2 separate regions of the Sus scrofa genome follow, and region 2 is linked to region 1. Evidence: chromatin contacts called from public HiChIP or PLAC-seq data. All regions are on one chromosome and are shown on one strand. Each heading gives the region's core, a stretch centred on a gene start, on an enhancer-like site or on the middle of the called end of the contact. The rest is flanking DNA. Distances are from core to core; before and after follow the strand shown.

What was found. HiChIP or PLAC-seq counts read pairs in DNA pulled down with a chosen protein or histone mark.
Region 2: an H3K27ac HiChIP or PLAC-seq map of alveolar macrophages shows a contact between it and region 1. The contact joins the promoter of FER1L5 here to the promoter of COX5B in region 1. A contact is called at or near these places in 1 of 47 Hi-C or Micro-C datasets (heart right ventricle) and 1 of 2 datasets of contacts at active chromatin or transcription factors (alveolar macrophages).

Annotation. Positions count from the first base shown.
Region 1 is chr3:56,630,547-56,634,030 of Sscrofa11.1, forward strand. COX5B (mitochondrial cytochrome c oxidase subunit Vb) reads right to left here and starts at 1,561. Exons shown (of 4, transcript NM_001007517.1): 1 at 1,444-1,561; 2 at 833-906; 3 at 561-660. The coding sequence starts at 1,546.
Region 2 is chr3:56,958,010-56,961,152 of Sscrofa11.1, forward strand. It overlaps FER1L5 (fer-1-like protein 5), which reads right to left and starts at 1,571. Exons shown (of 55, transcript XM_021088398.1): 1 at 1,536-1,571; 2 at 1,019-1,291. The coding sequence starts at 1,571. KANSL3 (KAT8 regulatory NSL complex subunit 3) reads left to right here and starts at 1,174. Exons shown (of 23, transcript XM_021087273.1): 1 at 1,174-1,516; 2 at 2,162-2,284; 3 at 2,287-2,425. The coding sequence starts at 2,212.

The DNA.
Region 1 (3,484 bases), core at 311-2,810:
TAATCTCTTCTCTTCAGACACCTCTGAGACACAAAATTATGGCTGACACTGCCTAACAGGGTGTCTAGCAAAGGAGAAATACAATAAACACTTTCTAGATGAATACTCCTTCCTCATACTGCCTTTCCAATAAGGCAGTATTTTTTTCTTTTTTGCTATTTTTTTTTTTTTTATTAGGGCTGCACCTAATAAAAACAGCATATAGAAGTTCCCAGGCCAGGGGTCAAATCAGAGCTGCAGCTGCTGGCCTATGCCACAGCCCCAACACCAGATCCTTAACCCACTGAGCGAGGCCAGGGATCAAACCCACATCCTCATGGATATTAGTGTCTTGTTCATAACCCACTAAGCCGCAACAAGAACTCTCAATGAACCAATATTATTTATGTTCCAGGCCTCTCTCCCGTAAGGATCACCTACTCAAGCAGAGGGGTATGAGAGGGCCAAGACCCTTATAACAACTTATTTATACACACACAAAGCACAAGATATGAAAGAGCTTACAGACCTGTATAGTGGGCTATATTAAATGGGTAAGAAAATAGTGTTGAGGTACTTACAGATGCAGCCCACTATCCGCTTGTTGGTGATGGAGGGGACTAAATTAGGGTCTTCCTTGGTACCTGAGGCTGCCTTTGGGGCAAGTATATTGTATGGGTCCTGAAAAGACAAAATAAGAATCCATTATGCCAAATGACTCCTACCTTCTAGGGGTTAGCGGTATTGTTCCCACATGCCAGGTTTCCAGGATCAGTGAGGCCCAGAGAGGAGACTACTCTGATCCCATCCAAAACCATAAACTCCTAAGAAGACATATAAAGTTTCTCCTCACCAGTCCCTTGCGGGCGGCCATCATGACCTCCCTCTCCAGCCCAGTCGCCTGCTCCTCATCAGTAGGAACACCACCTGAAGAAAATATGGTAATTACCATGTCGTCTGAAATGATCACGATGGAAAATGCACATACGCAAACTGCTGCATATAGTTTTAGTGGGCTTATTGTCCCCTAAAGACCGGAGTCATGATACCCGAAAGTGGCAACATGGGGTGATCTTCACTTCCTTCGGCCACGGAGGCCGTTTTTCGACACATTTTTTTCCTAAAAGCAGGTTAATCAGAGTCCTAGTGGAATACATCCAACTTGAGATACGCGCGGGTCTAAGGAGGGGCTTAGCCCCACCCCCCATGTCCTGGCTGCAATCCCTGCCCATCAAGGTCATCTAGCATTTCAGTTAAGGATTCTTTGGCAGCGGGGTCAGTCTGGTGGTCGGCAGCAACGGCGGCCCAGGGTAACAGGGAGACGCCTGTGGAGCCTGAGGCCTTCGGGGCCAAGGGGCAGCCACTGCGGCCGCGAGGTACTGAAGGCTGTCCCCCGCCCCGCTGCCCCCACCACCCCGAGAGAGCAATGGCACGGGTCCCTGGCGCGCCGGGGGGGCCTAGTACCTCCAGATGCCATAGACCGCACAACGGCGACTCCATTGGGACCTCGGGCCCTCAAGGTCTGCGCGGCTAGCGCTCCAGCTCCACGGAGTAACCTTGAAGCCATCACGCCCGCTACAAATACCAGCACTTCCGGTAACAGGCTCCTGAGGTGCAGGGACTTCCGGGGGAGGGCTGCTTTCTGCGCAGAGTCCGCCTTCCGCTTCCTCCGGCCCCTAGACCGCCCCCCTCACGTGACTCCTCGGGGCGGCGGGGGGGGCGTTGGGGCAAGGCCTGCGCTTGCGCACCTGTGCCTCACTGCCCCGCCTTGCAGCCCCGAGGGCATGGAGGCGGTCACGGTTTCAATTGCAGGCTTCTGGGGGCTTTGCCCTTTAGTAACGCTCGGATTTGGTGCAACTCGTTTTACTTCCGTGGGACTCAGTGCCCCGCAGGTCAATGGAAAACCACGCTGGAGCCGATAGTTGTGCCGAGTAAACGTGGAGCCTGCTGACGGAAAACATTAAGCCTGCGTCGCTCAAGATACTTGCTGGATCCCAAAAGGTCCAAATTTAGGAGTAGGCTAGTTGTGGTGCTGGTTCACCTGGCCGTTTGTGAGCCACTGCGAACTTGTAACCCAGCCTAGGAGAACTTGAGCAGGAGCTCCCCGCAGTCCTAACGTCAGCTTCTTGTTACGGTGGTTTTGAGGTGATGAGGTTCAGGCCTGAGGCGAGGCTGGGGTGGCAGGGGAAGGGACGGTCAAATTGTGGGCCCTTCCTGGGAGCCAGGCCCTTGATGATATGGGGTAAGGTAAAGGGGTGGTTGCATTGGGAGGCTGTTAATTAAGAAGTTAAGGGAGGGAAGCAGGAAGCGGAGTTGGTGACGGGAAATGGAGCTCCAGCTCCAGAACGTACTGGGGCGAGTTCTCTTGTTTAAAACTGAAAACTTTTTGGCCTGTTTTTTGGTTTTGGCCCGGGTCTACAGCATGTGGAAGTTCCCCGGCCAGGGATGGAACCCATGCCAAAGGAGCGACCCAGGCTGCTGCAGTAGTACTGCTCGGTCCTTAACCTGCTGCACCACAAGAGAACTCCTAAAAGCTGAAAATGTCTTCTGTAGCCGCCCCCATTGCCCCGCAAGCTGAGGTGTGCAAGTTTCTGTAAACGCTGCCTTGTATGGATGGGCTCCTAGGAACTAGTTCCTGCTGTCGGTGTAGCCCTGTTACAGACTGGCTGCATGCAGCATCTTTTTCCCTATTGGGTAGAAAATTCTTTCACAACAGAAATTTTGCTCTATTCATCTTTGGATTCTCTGCCTTGCAGAGGTCTGACATATGGGATCAAGTAAGTTTTAGTAAGTTTAATTCTTGGTGAGAATATACAGAATCAGTATTGAGGGCCTCTCCTGGCCCATTGAGGTAAATTTGAGGTAAATTGGGAAGGGTTGAAATCCCAGGTATTCCCACTCGTACTGTGCAGGTTATATTTTCCAAAGGATCTGGTGGAGCATTCCTTCACATGAGCACAGCTGGTCTTTGTGGCTGCCCCTCCATCAAGAAGAAAATCATCTGTAAAGCCAAAGATGGTTTTGTTTTTTTTCCCTGGTCTTGTGGAAGTTCCCAGGCCAGGGATCTGGTGGCCTATGCTACAGCTGTAGCAATGCCAGGTCCTTAACCTGCTGTGTCACAAGGCAACTTCTGGCCAAAGATGACTTGATCCTCTTTAAAGGTGGGCTTTGCTTTGAATGGCTTCCGCTGTTACTCCCTTCACCCTTACCTTCACTGCAACCCCTCCAAATTAAATTGGAAAAGAATTGCTGTAAGTCCTAGCAATGTTCCCCAAGAATCTGTAGTTGATTTGTACCTGTGCTTAAATGTTTAATGCTAGAAAAAAAAGCATCTGGTCTTGGGAACAGGTGTTCTGGGATGGAAACCCACCAGCTAACTCAACCTTTTTTTTCTTTTGGACTCCATTTCCCCGTCTTAATTGACCACTCTTCCCTAAGAAACACCTACTAACCCGACTCTCAGCAGACTAGTGAGAAATTCAGTTCTGCCTGATCATAAGATGGC
Region 2 (3,143 bases), core at 321-2,820, 330 kb after region 1:
TAATTAAATACATATTTGCGATGAAATAAAATTTTAAAAAAGTAGCGTGTAGGCCAAAGAAAGTGGTGTTGGGCTGTAATTGGTCCATTCACTCTCTCTCTGTAGGTCCTTAGCAACCTTTCCAATCTCTCTGCAGTGGCCTGGTCCTTTCAGCCCAAACTTAGGTGACTTCATCTTCATGATTCCACTCATATTCCCACTCTGGAAATCTTTTTCTATAAATTTCTGTTCTTATCATTCTCTCCGCCACCCAGTGAGTAAGTATTTGCACTTTCAGAGATGAAGAGGGTACACTGAGATCTCACTGGGGTCATAAAAGCAGGGAGTTAGGTGCAGGAGCTGAGATTCCAAACCTCCAGGTCTAAGCAGCACTGCTTAGGGCGATCTGGACACATCTACGCAAAGCCCTGGATAAATTTTTCTTTTATTCTATTGTTTAATATATTTTTTAGAGCAGTTTAAGGCACACAGCACTTCTTTTATTTTCGCACTTATTTTTATTGTGGTTGTTGCTTAAGTGATCTCTTCTTCTTCTTCTTTTTTTTTTTTTTTGGCCGCACCCATGGCACATAGAAGTTCCCCTGGCCAGGGATGGAACACACGCCACAGTAGTACCGGATCAGCTGCAGTGACAACGTCGGATCTTTAACCCGCTTCGCCGCAAGGGAATTCCTAACTTTTTTTTACATTTAAGTATAGTTGCTTTACAACATTGTGCTAGTTTCAGGCGCACAGTATTTGAAGTAAATACTGCACGCTTAGGTGGGACTGATCTGGGAGAAGCGGAAAGTAGGTTGCACGCCCTCCCAGCCCTGGCTAGGGACCTGGCAAAGCAACCGTGGCGGTCACTGAGAACGGACGCTGCAGAAGCCAGCCTCCTCTCTCGCCCTCGCTTTCCCTGCTGAAGATGCAGAAGGCCGAAACTCGGAATTCCGCGCTGTGAGCGGCAGAGACCCGCACGCGTTCCCGGGGCTCCTCTTCCCGCGCAGTTACATCCTCTCCCGGTTTTGCAGCTCACCGCCCCTCCCTTCCCAGGCCGTGATCCGCTTCCGCGTTTCGCTCTGTGCCCGGAGCTCCGGGGCGAGGAGGCGGTAACGCGCACGCGCGCTGGGATCCGGCCCGGGCCGAGCGCGCGGCGCGACGACTGCGGGTGAGGGGAGGCGCGGCCCTGGCAGGGGGTGGCGGGCCCCGGCGGTGGCGGCGCTGGTCTGGCGGGCGGGGGTCTCAGCGAGAACCTCCGGACTCTCCGGTCATGCGGGGACAGGGGGCTGGAGCCCGGGGCCCGGGCGGCCTGGGTCAGACGGCCGTGTGGGGCAGGGGGCGGACTGGGGTTGCCGTGACGCGGGAGCTGAGCTGGGCCCGGGCCGGCGGGAGGCGGGTTCCTGGCGGCTCCTCCTCGTCGCGAACTCTCGGTGACCTTGGCCAATTCACTCCGTCTCCTTGAGCTGGCGCCTTCGTCTGTAAAGTGTGAATTACAAGCCCTGCCTGCCAGCTGTGGCGGTTTTGAGGCTCAAGGGTGGGACCCCCCGGGGTACCTGGAGTAGCGGGCCGTTCCTGGGGGACCACCCCATCTACGGTGAGGGGGGGGGTCTTCCTGGCTTAGCATTTTGTTACAGGCTTTGAGAAGGAGCTCTCGTCTGTGTCTTAAAACTCCAGAGCGTTATGAAGTAGTTGCAAAACTTTTGCTTAACGTAGACAAGGGACCTCGAGGGCCTCCTTGGAGCCCACGTTGCCCAGCTGTTACCCAGGATGCTCTTATTTTGTGACTGGAGGCGGCCCAGTGAAGCTTCCGGGAATAGTGTGAAGCTGGAGACCCTTAGCTTTGGAAGAATCAATATTTTTGATTCCTCTTGTTTGCCCAAACCCATGCCAGCCACAGGGGAAACTGATGCTGGCCAAGCAAATTTAGTATTTGTCCATGTGAGACCTTGGAGTCCCTCAGCTTCCCAATGAACCGAATTTTGTAGAAATTGAAGAGGAAGATGGTGCCATAGCCTTTTGAGGACTCTTAGGAGCGCTCCCTACATGGGCAAGGGTCTGTGATTTGATGGATCCTCAGTTATACATGATAGAAGGTCAAAAAAGTAAGCACATTAGATAGTATAGGCTGCAAGAGATTCAGAGCATCTGAATTGACTAAAACTGAAACTTTTCACTGCAGGTGACTAGCATGCAGATAGCCATTCTCTGACCTGCTGCCCTTCTTCTGACATGGCCCACCGAGGTGGGGAGAGGGACTTCCAGACCTCAGCGCGGCGCATGGGCACCTCGTTGCTCTTCCAGCTTTCGTGCATGAGCGGGAGCTGGACCTAGTGTTTCTGGACCATAGCTATGCCAAGCCTTGGAGTGCCCACCCAGATGCCAGTAGTGCCCGCCCCACCCGCATGCTCTTTGTTACTCCCCGGAGGCAGCACGAAAGTACCATGTGAGTTTGGGCTTCTTTCTTAAGGGCTGCCATTGCCCTAATTGGACAGGGAACAGATGGTGGGGATTAAAGAGGATTTTATTGTGGGAGATTGTCTGAGGGGCTTGGATGTTAAATTCAGGCGTTGCTGTTAAGCAGCGAGCAGATAGGCCTGTATGTAGACATCTTGCATTCAGGACATCTAATGAGTTAGGAAGGCAAGATATTCAAAGGAAGGCAAACAGCCTACTGCACTTAGGTAATAGGACTCGTGTGGAAAGAGGAATTGAATAGCATTATTTAAATTGTGAAGAAAAATACCAAAGAGTTAGTTTTTAAAAATTGCCGCATAGGATTAGATTTATTCTTTTAGTCCAGACAGAGTTCCTGGCTCCAGCACTGGCAACAGTAACCTTTTTGGTAGTTCAATTTACTTTTACTGGGGTCACCTTGTTTAGGAGCATATATATATGCCCAAGACCTTGGTTTCTGTCTTAGCTTCTTACAGAACTGTCACCATAGGTTGATTTTTTTTTTGTATTTTTGGGGTCGCACCCGTGGCATCTGGAAGTTCACAGGCTAGGGGTTAAGTCACAAGTGTAGCTGCCGGCTTACAACCCAGCCACAGCAACACCGGATCCTTAACCCACTGAGTGGGGTCAGGGATCAAACCCGAGTCCTCAAGGGTACTACTTGGGTTCCTTACTTAAGCACTGAGCCATAATGGGAACTCCAACCA